2 separate regions of the Sus scrofa genome follow, and region 1 is linked to region 2. The links are chromatin contacts, called in public HiChIP or PLAC-seq maps. All regions are on one chromosome and are shown on one strand. The core of a region is the stretch at or near the end of the contact, and the rest is flanking DNA. Distances in the headings are between cores, read along the strand shown. Region 1 holds the start of CD93 (CD93 molecule). Region 2 has its middle 81 kb from the start of FOXA2.

What was found. HiChIP or PLAC-seq counts read pairs in DNA pulled down with a chosen protein or histone mark.
Region 1: a contact with region 2 is called in an H3K27ac HiChIP or PLAC-seq map of skeletal muscle, with 4 times the contacts expected there. The contact joins the promoter of CD93 here to the enhancer-like site in region 2. A contact is called at or near these places in 5 of 47 Hi-C or Micro-C datasets (epiblast stem cells, psoas muscle, retroperitoneal adipose tissue and 2 more) and 1 of 2 datasets of contacts at active chromatin or transcription factors (skeletal muscle).

The regions. Positions count from the first base shown.
Region 1 is chr17:30,236,361-30,242,698 of Sscrofa11.1, reverse strand. CD93 (CD93 molecule) reads left to right here and starts at 3,107. Exons shown (of 1, transcript NM_001315577.1): 1 at 3,107-5,026. The coding sequence starts at 3,107. The coding sequence ends at 5,026.
Region 2 is chr17:30,080,116-30,086,253 of Sscrofa11.1, reverse strand. No RefSeq gene overlaps it. Among named protein-coding and RNA genes, the nearest start is that of FOXA2, 81 kb to the right of the region's middle. Within about 2 kb of position 1,448, at least 14 of the 83 cell types and tissues checked have an H3K27ac peak or open chromatin away from gene starts, as enhancers often do. A contact at or near this core is called in retroperitoneal adipose tissue, skeletal muscle and subcutaneous adipose tissue, where this site is marked.

The DNA of each region.
Region 1 (6,338 bases), core at 1,858-4,357, 150 kb before region 2:
TTGCTTTTTTAGGGTGGCAGCCACGGCCTATGGAGGTTCTCAGGCTAGGGGTTGAATTGGAACAAGAGGTGCTGGCCTACACCACAGCAATTCGGGATCCCAACCGAGTCTGCAACCCATACCACAGCTCACGGCAATGCCAGATCCTCAACCCACTGAGTGAAGCCAGGGATCGAACACCCATCCTCATGGATACTAGTCAGATTTGTTTCTGCTGCGCCACAAAGGGAACCCCTCAAAAAAATATTTTTCAGTCACTTTACTCTGACACAAAAAGGAAAGACACAGCTTCATCTATGTCTGAACCTGCAGGTGACTGCCGAATGCCCACTCCCACTGCACGGCGGGAGGGACCCCTCCTCAAGGCTGGCCCTTCAGCGCTTCCCCTTGGATTTCAGAAAAAAGCCCCCAGTCGACACTGCCTGGGCTCCCAGGCTCCTCCTTCCACAGGCTCCAGTCTGATTGTCCTTCCTCTGCTCCCTTAAGAAGGTCACGACCTGCCCACCGCAGGGCCTTGGGACCTGCTGTTCTCCATGTGGACATCTCTTCCCTTCTTAGTTACTCCTCCTTTGGATTCCAGCTTCATTGCCATTCTTCCCGGCTGCCCACCCCCATCAGGCCAGGACCTCTTCTGACACCTTGAGCCACTTGTCACAGCTGTTTCAACATGGTCAAATCTGTTCATGCTAAGAGATTTCAAGGGTCAGCAAGGCAGGAGTTTTCTCCTAGAATCCTAGTGCTGGAGTTCCCGTCGTGGCGCAGTGATTAACGAATCCAACTAGGAACCATAAGGTTGCGGGTTCGGTCCCTGCCCTTGCTCAGTGGGTTAACGATCTGGCATTGCCGTGAGCTGTGATGTAGGTTGCAGACGCGGCTCGGATCCCGAGTTGTTGTGGCTCTGGTGTAGGCCGGTGGCTACAGCTCCAATTAGACCCCTAGCCTGGGAATCTCCATATGCTGCGGGAGCGGCCCAAGAAATAGCAAAAAGACAAAAAAAAAAAAAAAAAAAAAAAAAGAATCCTAGTGCTGAGCCCAACACATCAAGAATCCTTAATCAGCATTGGTTGGATGGCTGGATGTCAAGATGGATGGATGGATGGGTGAGTGGGTGGTTGGGTGGACTGATGGATGGGCAGGTGGGTGGGTGGATAGATGGATGGGTGAGTGTGATAGGAGGATGGATGGGTGTATTGATGGGTAGATGGATAGAAGGATGGATGGATGATGGCTGGCTGGCTGACTGGCTCTCCATGGGCACTAAAGAGCACAGGAAAAAATCTATAGGGTCTAAAAAAAGCATCTCTCAGAGTTCCCATTTTGGCTCAGCGGTTAGAGAATATGACTAGCATCCATGAAGATGCAGGTACGATCCTTGGCCTTACTCGGTGGGTTAAGGATCTGGTGCTGCTGTGAGCTGTGGTGTAGGTTGCAGGCATGGCTCTGATCCTGCATTGCTGTGGCTGTGGCCTAGGCCAGCAGCTGTAGCTCCAATTCGACCCCTTGCCTGGGAATCTCCATATATGCTGCAGATGTGGCCCTAAAAAGACCAAAAAAAAAAAAAAAAAGAAAAAAAACAAAAGCATCTCTGGACTCTTACAAATATCTGATTAACATAAAAGAGAGATAAGGGGCACCCTCTGAGGGGCCTCCAACCCTAGAAAGGGTACTTAATCTCTGGTAGGGGCTGAAAGCCAGTGCGTTCCCAGCCCCCACAACACCCTAACTCAAATTTCTGGGGAGATCCCATGCTGCTGAGGCTGTGGCTTCAGCTGCAGCCCCTTGGCAGTTCCTGAAACTCGGCCTGAGTGCTCCCTCTGGGCCCCGGGTCCTCACCTGCGGCAGAGCGCCGAGGGGAGGGAAGCAGAGAAGGCGTGCCTAGCCCCTCCCCTGGCCTGGCAGGGCACACTCGGAGTGGGGTCCACAGTCTACAGGGGTGTCCCAGGGACACTGCTCATTCAGTGTCACCCTGGGGCTGGCCCCTTCCTTATCTCCGTCTCACTTTCCCTCCCAAATAAACTGCTTGTCCCAAACCTTGTCTTGGGGTCTACTTCTCAGGGACCCCAACCAGTGACAGCCCGGATGGGCAGAGCACATCTGCCATCGCAGGAAAGCATCCTTTGTGTCAAGAGCCTATGACGAGTCGCTGTGCAGAAGGAGGTCAGTGCCTTGGTCAGAAGGAAGGGGATTCTGGGCCCAGATCTCCCGCCCTTCCCATAACCCCAAGCTGACGGAAAACAGGCCTGCAAGCCCAGGGTCACGAGGCCAGAAACATTCTCATTTTTCCTTTCTGGTGCTGTTTTGTGAGGCTGCCACTTCCTAACACAGTATTTGCACTACGAAACCCTGAAAACTGCCAAATTTCACCCAATTTGGTTTAATGTTCTCGAGGAGTTGGCATTGTGTTAGAAAGTCAGACATTCCCACGGCCCAGTTCCTATTTAAAAATTGCCTATCTATTTAAAGTTCACGATGGGAGGAATAAGAGAAAAAAGACTGGCAAAGCCAAAGAGAACATGACAGCGGCAAAGGGAAGTCCAGTTTGCTTCTAAAAAAGGCTGAAAATTATAACCATCCATGGCTTCATGTCTCAAGTCCGAGGATTTTTTTTTCTCTCTTCTGGTAGTTTGCAAACCAAAGTGGAATTTTATTATGGGTTACAAAGTGAGCTTTCTCAAGTTCCAAGCCCCCAAAATCCCCACTCTTTCTGCAGCGTGCCCTTGTGCGGATGAGAAAGAGGACGGACCCCAAATAAAGCAGCCGGTGTCTCCGAGCTGCAAACAAACGTCTCCCCCCACGCCCTGCGTTTCCTTAGCTGGGACCCAGCGACGTTGCCTGGCTCCTTTTATGAACAACAAAACCGTGATGAAGGCAACAGGAGTCAGAAGCTATTCAGCACAGGAAGCCCCCGTATCCGGTGAGGGATAAGAAGCGAGCAGCACAGGATGCGCCTTGGGTCAGGGGGCCGCAGAGAGCCCTCAGCCTTTGTGTCCTTCTCTGTGACGGAGCGTCCACATCTGAGCCCTCGGCTCTCCTCCGAGTTCAGCCCCGGCTCCTGCCATCACGGACCGGCTGCCAGCTTCCCGCCCAGGGAGACACGGAGGCCGCAATGACTACCTCCCCCGGATTGCTGCTGCTGCTGCTGCTGCTGTTGGTCCAGCCCCGGGAGGGGGCCACCAGCCAGGAGGCCGTGGTCTGTGTGGGGACTGCCTGCTACTCGGCCCACTGGGGCAAGCTGAGTGCAGATGAAGCCCAGCTCCACTGCGACAAGAAGGGGGGCAACCTGGCCACGCTCAAGAGCGAGGAGGAGGCCCGGCACGTCCAGGGCACCCTGGCCCAGCTATTGCAGCCTGGGGCGCCCCTGGCAGAGCGCATGGGCCGGTTCTGGATTGGGCTCCAGCGAGACAAGGGCAAGTGCTTGGACAGTGACCTGCCGCTGAAGGGCTTCCGCTGGGTGGATGGCGTGGAGGATACGCCATACACCAACTGGCACAAGGAGGCCAAGAACTCCTGCATCTCGAAGCGCTGCGTGTCCCTGCTGTTGGACCTGTCCACGCCCGCCCTGGCCAGCCGCCTCTCCAAGTGGGCCGAGGGCCCGTGCGGGAGCTCCCGATCTCCCGGAAACAGCGTCGAGGGCTTTGTGTGCAAGTTCAGCTTCAAAGGCATGTGCCGGCCGCTGGCCCTGGGGGGCCCGGGCCAGGTGACCTACACCACCCCCTTCCAGGCCACCAGCTCCACCCTGCAGGCTGTGCCCTTCGGCTCCATGGCCCACGTCGCCTGTGGGGACAGGGACGAGAGTCAGCAGCCTTACTTCCTATGCAAGGAGAAGGCCCCCAATGTGTTCGAGTGGAACAGCTCAGGGCCCCTCTGCATCAGCCCCAAGCTTGGCTGCGACTTCAACAATGGGGGCTGTGAGCAGGACTGCTTTGAAGGGGGGGACGGCTCTTTCCGCTGTGGCTGCCGGCCGGGGTACCGGCTCCTGGACGACCTGGTCTCCTGTGCCTCCCGGAACCCTTGCAGCTCCAGCCCTTGTAGAGGGGGGGCCACGTGTGTCCCTGTGCAGCTCGGGAAGGACTTCAGGTGCCACTGCCCTCCAGGCTACCAGCTGGACTTGACTGGGCGGGACTGTGTGGACGTGGACGAGTGTCAGGATGCTCCCTGCACCCAGGAGTGTGTCAACACGCCGGGGAGTTTCCGCTGCGAGTGCTGGGTGGGCTACGAGCCCGGCGGCCCTGGAGAGGGGGCCTGCCAGGATGTGGACGAGTGTGCCCCCGGCCGCTCGCCCTGCGCCCAGGGCTGCACCAACACCATCGGCTCCTTCTCCTGCTCCTGTGAGGACGGCTACATCCTGGCCGGGGAGGAAGGCACCCAGTGCCTGGACTTGGACGAGTGTGAGGGCCAGGGGGCCAGGCGCTGTGGCGGCTTATGTTTAAACACGGAGGGGTCCTTCCGCTGTGGCTGCCTCCCAGGCTGGGAGCTGGCCCCCGACGGGGTCTCCTGCACCGGGGGCCCCACGTCGCCAGCACCGTCAGCCGGAACCCCCCAAGTACAGGACACAGGAGATGGAGAAGGGGAGCATGTGTCTTCTGCCACAGCATCGAGTCCCACTGGGGACCCTGAAGGCACCTCCGAAACCACATGGGTGGTGCCCACAACCGGGAGATCGTCTCTCCCCCGACATGTCCGCACCTCCCTTGCTCCACCCGAGATGCTGGTCCCCAGTGGGACCCGTAGTGTCTGGTCCCCAGTGGGACCCCTGGCCACGCCTGGCCAAAGAGAGTCTACCGGTGATGATTTCACAGCCAAACACAGTGACAGTGGCACGGACGGGCAGAAGCTGCTGCTGTTCTACATCCTGGGCACCGTGGTAGCCATCCTGCTCTTGCTGGCTCTGGCTCTAGGGCTGCTGGTCTATCGAAAGCGCAGAGCCAAGAGGGAGGAGAAGGAGAAGCCAAAGAATGCGGCAGACAGCTATGCCTGGGTTCCAGAGCGAGCGGAGAGCAGGGCAGCGGAGAACCCCTACAGGTAAAGGAAGTGGTCACGGGGGGCGGGCAGTGACCATGGCAGGCGTGGGCAAGGGTCTCTCCCACCCCGCATGTCTGGGGTCCAGACTGCATGGCTGGGCAGCAGCTTCCAATAGCCCCACTTTGTTCCCCACAGTCCAACGCCGGGGACAGACTGCTGACCAGGAGGGCCTGGAACACCAGCTGCGACCACCGTCCTCAGAGCTCAGCCATTGGAAGCAGGACCCCGCCCTCCCAGAACACTGGACTGGAATCTTAGCACAGAATTGTAACCCTTCTCTTTCATGGCCTGGCAACTTGGGGTGTGCAGGTAGCCCGCATGGTTTTGGGGGGTGGGTGTCCCAGAGTGGATGTGGGGTAGGCATCGGTTCAAGAATTTCATGCATGTTAGCAACCCCCCCCCCATTAAAATTCGCCTGATTCTGGATCGGGTGTCATAAGTCAGGTGCTAAGGGCTTCTCTGCCCACATAAACCAGAGCCGGTGCCTGCGTGAGCTGAGACTGACGGACTGGCTCCTCCTGCTGTGACGGAGGCAGAGTCCATGAGCTCATTACTGAGCTGATTACAGGAGAAGCTCCGCTTCTTCAGAGGGGACGGGTCTGGGGCTGGACGTTCCTTTCCATTCATGCGTCTGCACCCCGAGGAGAGCTGGGTGCCACCCAGACCTTCTGGAGTAAGCAGAAGTGCACTGGGCTGCTTAGGTGGTGGGGGCAGGACCTTTAGAAATTGCATCTTCTAGCTTTTCGGGTTCTGATCGTCTTCTGTTCATCTGGCAGTGGAGTCTGAACAACATGGGGGAAATAGCAAGAAGTGAGTTACCCATGGTTTTGGAAACTAGAGAGGGGGGCAGGGTTTGTTTCATAACTACTTGAATCAATTCGTCTAAATAAATGTGCTGAAGAGACCACATGCTTGATGAGATGGACCCTCAAGAGGACAGAAGCCAGGGGGCCCCACGACCCTGGAGCTGCTCTGCCTTTCCCGCATGTGGGGTGCCCCATCTTTCTGAAGGAGGTGTGGGGGGGATGAGGGGCTGTCGTCATCAGCGTTTAGCAGCGTTCGTGGTGGCTGCTGCCTCCTAGAGCTGGTCCTGGCTTGCAGCTATAATGTGGTCAAATCAGATGAGTCCTATGGGGGCTGCCCATGGCACAGGTGTCTTCTGATACAGGTGTCCCCAGCATAGGGGTCCCCTGGCGCAGGTGTCCCCTGGCTCTCCTCCTTAAGAAAAAGGGCAGGAGTGGAGGGAGGAGGAAGGAGAGAATAATCAAACCTGTGCCACAGCAGACGGCAGACGCTGCTCAGGGTCATGTTCATTA
Region 2 (6,138 bases), core at 199-2,698:
CCCTTTATGATTTATGTCTTGACATTTCCCCTTTCCCCTTTGGGGCAGCGTTTCAGAGCTGTCTGAAATACGGCCTCCTGGGCTGTAGTTAAGTGGACAAAACAAAGGATGTCACAGTCACCTGAGAATGCAGTCACTCCCAAGGGTGGGCCAGCGAGCCCTGAGGGAACTCAGGAAAGACAGAAAGAAGACAGGCCCTCAGTGGAGGTGCCCAGCAAAGCAGGGAATCCAGGGAGCCCAGATTATTACACCTTCCCATAGAAACTGGTTTTCTGTAAATCGTGTGTTCCTACTACCTTCCCTTTGTTGCAAAAACTCATATATCCCAGTTTCCCCCTTCGCAGCCTCTTCGGAGCAGTTTCTCAGGACGGCCTGAGATGCTGTCTTCCAGACTTAAGTCCTAATTTCACCCCAAACAAAACTTAACTCTCAACATTCAGGTTGCGCATTTTTATTTTTTTGTATTTTTGTTTTGTTTTGTTTTGTTGAGCCATGTAGTCTGTGGCTTTGGGGCTAGCTTTTTCTTTGGGAACGTGCGCCTTTTTTTTTCTTTTTTTTGGCTTTTGTCTTTTTATGGCCACACCCATGGCACATGGAGGTTCCCAGGCTAGGGGGTCTAATTGGAGCTGTTGCTGTTGGCCTATGCCACAGCCACATCAACACCAGATCCAAGCCACGTCTGCAACCTATACCACAGCTCATGGCAACACCAGATCCCCAACCCACTGAACAAGGCCAGGGATCGAACCCGCAACCCCATGATTCCCAGTCAGACTTGTTTCCACTGTGCCATGATGGGAACTCCAGGTTGTGCATTTTTTGAAGTCGACTCCTAAAAAGAATATCCCTCCAAGGAAGGCTCGGCCTCATTCTCTTGCTGAGCCCAGAGAGGTTCCGCATCCTGCTGAGGTTCAGGTGGCCCAGAACGGAGCCCCTCTGACCTCAGAGTCAGGCTCTGCCTGCACACGGGCCAGGCAGCCCCCAGCCTTGCACCGGCCCCCAGCCCTGCCTCCCAACCCTGCCTCACCAAGAGGCTGCCTCCAGGTTGGTCCAGGGCCTGGGCTCTGACACGCTGCCCTCCCCCCGCCCACCTCCTTTCACGTCCTAAACTCTTTTTCCGTCCTAAGCTCACATCTTTTCCTCCCACACCCTCCAAGTGGCTCCCCAGTGCCCACCCAGGCAGCGTGGGGCTGGGAGCCAGTCTGCCAGGCAGGCCCCCTCCTCAGACCCCACAGCCTTGAGCCAGGCACCTGCCCAGCCTGCCTGACACAGCCGCCCGTGGACAAAGCGGAGGCTGGCACTGCCCTGGGCCGGCTGGGTCATGATGTCCAGTGGGCTGAGAAGTCTCCGGAGGCCCCCTGCTGGCTCCCCATGAGGATGGCCCTCAGGGGAGATGGTTCCAACAGCTCCGAGCGCTGCCTGCCTCCCCTCGGCTGGGCTGGCCTCACTTTTCCTTCAGGAAAGGCACCGCCCGGCAGGAAATTCCCGCCCAACAAGACTGGCCTCAACCACTGTCCTACAAAGGAGGTGGGACAGTCAGGCTGATAAGACAGGAAACCTCAGGAAGCCATCACTTGCGATTTATACACAATAAGACTATCATTAAAGACAATAGGAGGACTTTTCTAAATATTTAAAAAGCCCTGGCTAAGCAAAGGCTATTTCATGTCACGTGTTGGCCTGAGCCCAGTCACGGGCTAAAAAGAGTAGAACAGATGTTTTTCAGGGAGTGATTTTACCTAAGAGCCATGACATTCCCTGCCAAATTATAACTCTTTTTATTTACTGTCTAGTATTCTTCGTTGGTATAATATCTTTTCAAGAGTCATCCATTTTTCGTCCTTTTTTGTTGGTGGTGGTGGTCTTTTTAGGGCCACACTGGCAGCATGTGAAATTTCCCAGGCTAGGGGTCAAATCAGAGCTGCAGTTGCCAGCCTACACTAGAGCCACAGCAACACAGGATCCGAGCCGCGTCTGCGACCTACACCACAGCTCATGGCAACACCAGATCCTTAACCCACTGATCAAGGCCAGGAATGGAACCCGCATCCTCATGGATATTCGTCAGGTTTGTTACTGCTGAGCCACGATGGGAACTCCAATTTTTCATCATTCATACATGTCACTAAGTTGTTGTGTTGTATTTTATACTCAGCTTGTTCCCTAGGAATAGATGCCTTTGGCTCAACCTAGAGCTCAATCTCATCCTTTCTAAGTCACTAAGTGAGCTGATATTTTTATCATGTTCGCAGTGTTTCATCTCAGTTCTTACCCCCAGACTATCTGCTCCTAACCTACTCCTTTCTAGTCCATTTAAGTGGTTTGTGCTCCTCCTGACATTTGGGGGAAAAGCCACATGTTAGATGTATGGAAATATTTCAGAAACAAATAAGCCACATTTTAAACACAAACAAAATTATCTACGTAGGTAATTCACAAAGTAAGATTTCCAGCTAGCTGTTTATAATACGCCACACCATTAGTCATCAGGAAAATGTAAATTACAGCCACAGAGAGGCAGTGCTACACGTCAAAATGGGTTAAAAATAAATAAATACCCAGTGCATGCAAGGATGTGGAGCAACTGGAATTCAAACACTTTGGCAAATGTTTGGGAGTCTTTCCAAAAACAAAACTACGCCTACTCGGCCATCCTGACATTTCACGGAGGGGCGTTTACGTCACCCAAATGCATGGAGTAGGATACTCATGATTAATAATCGCCCAATTGGTATCGTTGAGAGAATGCATTCCAGCATTCACCAACGGACTAGTACAGGCACACAGCACCAAACAAACAAAAACAACAGAGGTGACTCTCGCAGACGTGACTTTGAGCAAAAGGACACACCTGACTTTATTAGAAATGTCTTATTTCAGGAGTAAATACCATCTCTATTCTGATACCTGCATAGCTTACTGAAAAAGTAAAACCTTTGAAAACTAAAAAAAAAGAAAAAGAAGGAAGAGATCCTGCTTGTGTGAAGTTCAAGGACAGATGGAGACCCGTGTATTGTGAGCTGCTGGACCAGAGGACCCCCTCCTGCACCGGCAGAGGCTCTGGGGGAGGGGTGTGGGGGAGGTGACCTGAATCTCCATCTGGGCCTTGGTTGAGTGGCTCTGGACGCACATGTGACACACACACAAGCGAAACTGGTGTACTTGACCGCACGGATCTTTAGTCCCAGGTGAAAGAGACATATGAGTCCTATCAGCTGAATGTGACACGCAGAACTTGCTTGGATCCCGTTTTGAACAAAACTTGTGTAAAAAGGTGTTCCTGAAACAATCAGGACATGGTGATACTGACAACACTGCGTGACGTAGGTAATGATGGTGTATGTAGGCTGACGGTATCACAAGATGTGTTTTTATACCCTTCTCTGCTAGAATTCACAACTGAAGCCTGAAATGGTATGAAATTGGACTTGGGGAGTTCCTGTCATGGCTCACTAGTTAATGAATCTGACTAGGTACCAAGAGGTTGGGGGTTCGATCCCTCGTCTTGCTCAGTGGGTTAAGGATCCAGTGTTGCGGTGAGCTGTGGTGTAGGTCGCAGATGCGGCTCAGATCTGGCATTGCTGTGGCTGTGGCTGTGGCCGACAACTGCAGCTCCGATTTGACCCCAAGCCTGGGAAATTTCACATGCTGCCGGTGTGGCCCTAAAAAGACCCCCCAAAAAAAGGGAGAAAAATGGATGACTTTTGGAAAGATATTATATCAATGAAGAATACTAGACAGTAAATAAAAAGAGTTATAATTTGGTGGGGAATGTCATGGCTTTTAGGTAAAACCATCTGTTCCCGACCTCTATATGCCACGGGAATGGCCCTGGAAAAGGCAAAAAGACAAAAAAAAAAAAAAGAGAAAAAATGATATTGGACTTGGCTTTGGAATAACTCTGTGGGGTCTGGACACTGAGGGTGCAGAGGGTGGGCACAGAGGAAGCAGGTTGGGGCCACACTGACAATGGTGCAGGACTCTTGCTCTATTCTCTTTACTATTGTATTTGTAGAGAAACTTCCATAATTTAAAAAAAAAATTTTTTTTTTGGCTGTGCCTAAAGCACACAGAAGTTCCAGGGTCAGGGATCGAATCTTTGCCCTAGCAGCTACCTGAGCCACAACAGTGACAATGCCTGATCCTTAACCCACTGAGCCACCAGGGAACTCCTAAAAAAAGATTATTTTCTTAAAAAAAAAAAAAAACAACCCTGGCTTTAGGGGGTTAACACAAATTTTAAAATAAAACCTGATTTTGAAACAATGGCTAGTGTTGTTGGGTGAGGCAGGGTTGTGAAGTCACGTAGCTGCACCCACCCCAGCCTGCCTGGCCCTCCCTGCAGGTCTGACCACCCACAGGACCTGGTGCAGGTGGAGCAGCCACCGGCCACAGGGAACTTGTGGGGCTGGCAGGAAGCACTGCTCCTGCCACACCCCGAGCACTGCAGCTGGTCTTCCTCCCAGAGGCCACCCTGGGACGGTGGTGTAGTCACCTCAGCTCATTGCCACAGCCACTGGGTCCCCTTGTCTTGCATGGGGAAGGGATCCACAGCGTACTTTCAGCTCCAGCCCTGCACCTCCCACAGAGCAGCTCTGCTCTGAGCCCTGTGTCGGGGGGTGCCATGGCCCCCACTTCCCACTGGAGGGAAGACATCAGGGGCACAAGGCAAAGAGGCCCCATGAATGTGAACTTATCAGAGGCCCCAGAGAGACCTGGAGAGAAACGCAGTACAACAAAGCCACGTAGCTCTGCCCCGAGAACAGGTGAGCCCAGAGTAGTTCGTGGAAACCCCTCCCATCCTCCTCAGAACCCCCACTTGGCAACACTGCCCAGAAGCTCTGCTTGAGATATTTGGAACTGTATTTAAGTTTGGGTTGGCTGGACTGGACAGCGAAGCTGCAGTCATGCTTTCTAGGTGTGTTCCCATACAGAGCAAGGGCCTGGAGCTCCATCTGCTCACAGAGGGTCCACAGCCCCTAAAGCAAGAAGACCACGGCCCTCGGGGGATGCCACCATGATGGCAGGTCTCGTGTGTCCTTGGTGAGGTGGGGTTTGAAGGCACCACATTGTATCTGCATACACGTCCTTTTCAGGGCTGTCTGTTAATCCCTTTGAAGATCCTGTCCTACAAATTATAACTCAGATCAGCCTTCCATTTAAGAGCCAGGAGCAAAGGATTCTTGAAAAGCAAGAGGCCAAGTTGAGAATGCCCATGGGAACAGGGGTGGTCCATTCTGCCCCCACATCCCGCTGCCTCAGGAAAGCGTGCGTTTGCAGAGGTCACTTTGGGCAGATTTTACGGTCGGCTCTTTTATGTCCTCGGGGTTCTGCTGAGGCTGAACAAGCTGCCCCTGTTCCCCTGCGCTCCTCTCCCAAAGGTCTGCTAAAAACACAAGCTGTGCCAAGTAACACAGGGACCAGGTGATCATTGCAGAGAGGATTTCTCTCTTAAAAATCGCCGCGTGTGCTTGAAAATACAGACAGGGTCTGATCGGGTGCCAAAGGAGGTGCCTCATCTCTGAGAAGAAGAATCTCAGGTTTTCACATTTTGCATTCTTCTGCTTGGCCTTAAATTTTTATTATTTAATTTATGTTTATTATTGAAAATCCACTTTATTGGAATTTTTCTTTGCAATTTGACATGCTTTCTAGTTCACTAACCTGTAACACACATAGTAATCCAATATGTATTTTTATGAACAAAATAGTCAGTAATACATGCCATCGTGAAAAACTGGCCACTAAGAACCACTCCTCCTCCGTGGTAGAAAAATCTAGCCACTCCATAGATTTTTATGAGTCTCCTCAAATAGCTCAGAGAGATCTATGGCTGACATAAACAGAGATTTGAAAATGTGGTCCTTTTGCACTCTCGGGAGTTCTAGGTGTGTGTGTCTCTTCCTTCCCATATTACTGGAAACGTACATTCTATATACAGTTTACAGGTCCTGGATTCCTGCGAATTTAATGTACAGCCATAGAAGACAAGTGGTCAGTTCCTTGGGCTGCAGCAAAATGTCCTGGGAAACGGCATCCAACAATCCATTACTAGGAAGTGTCCTATAAAATCTGCGGAAGGGTGTGTGGCCAGGGCTGTCCTGCCTTCTGTTCGGCACCCACCCAGTATCTGAGTCA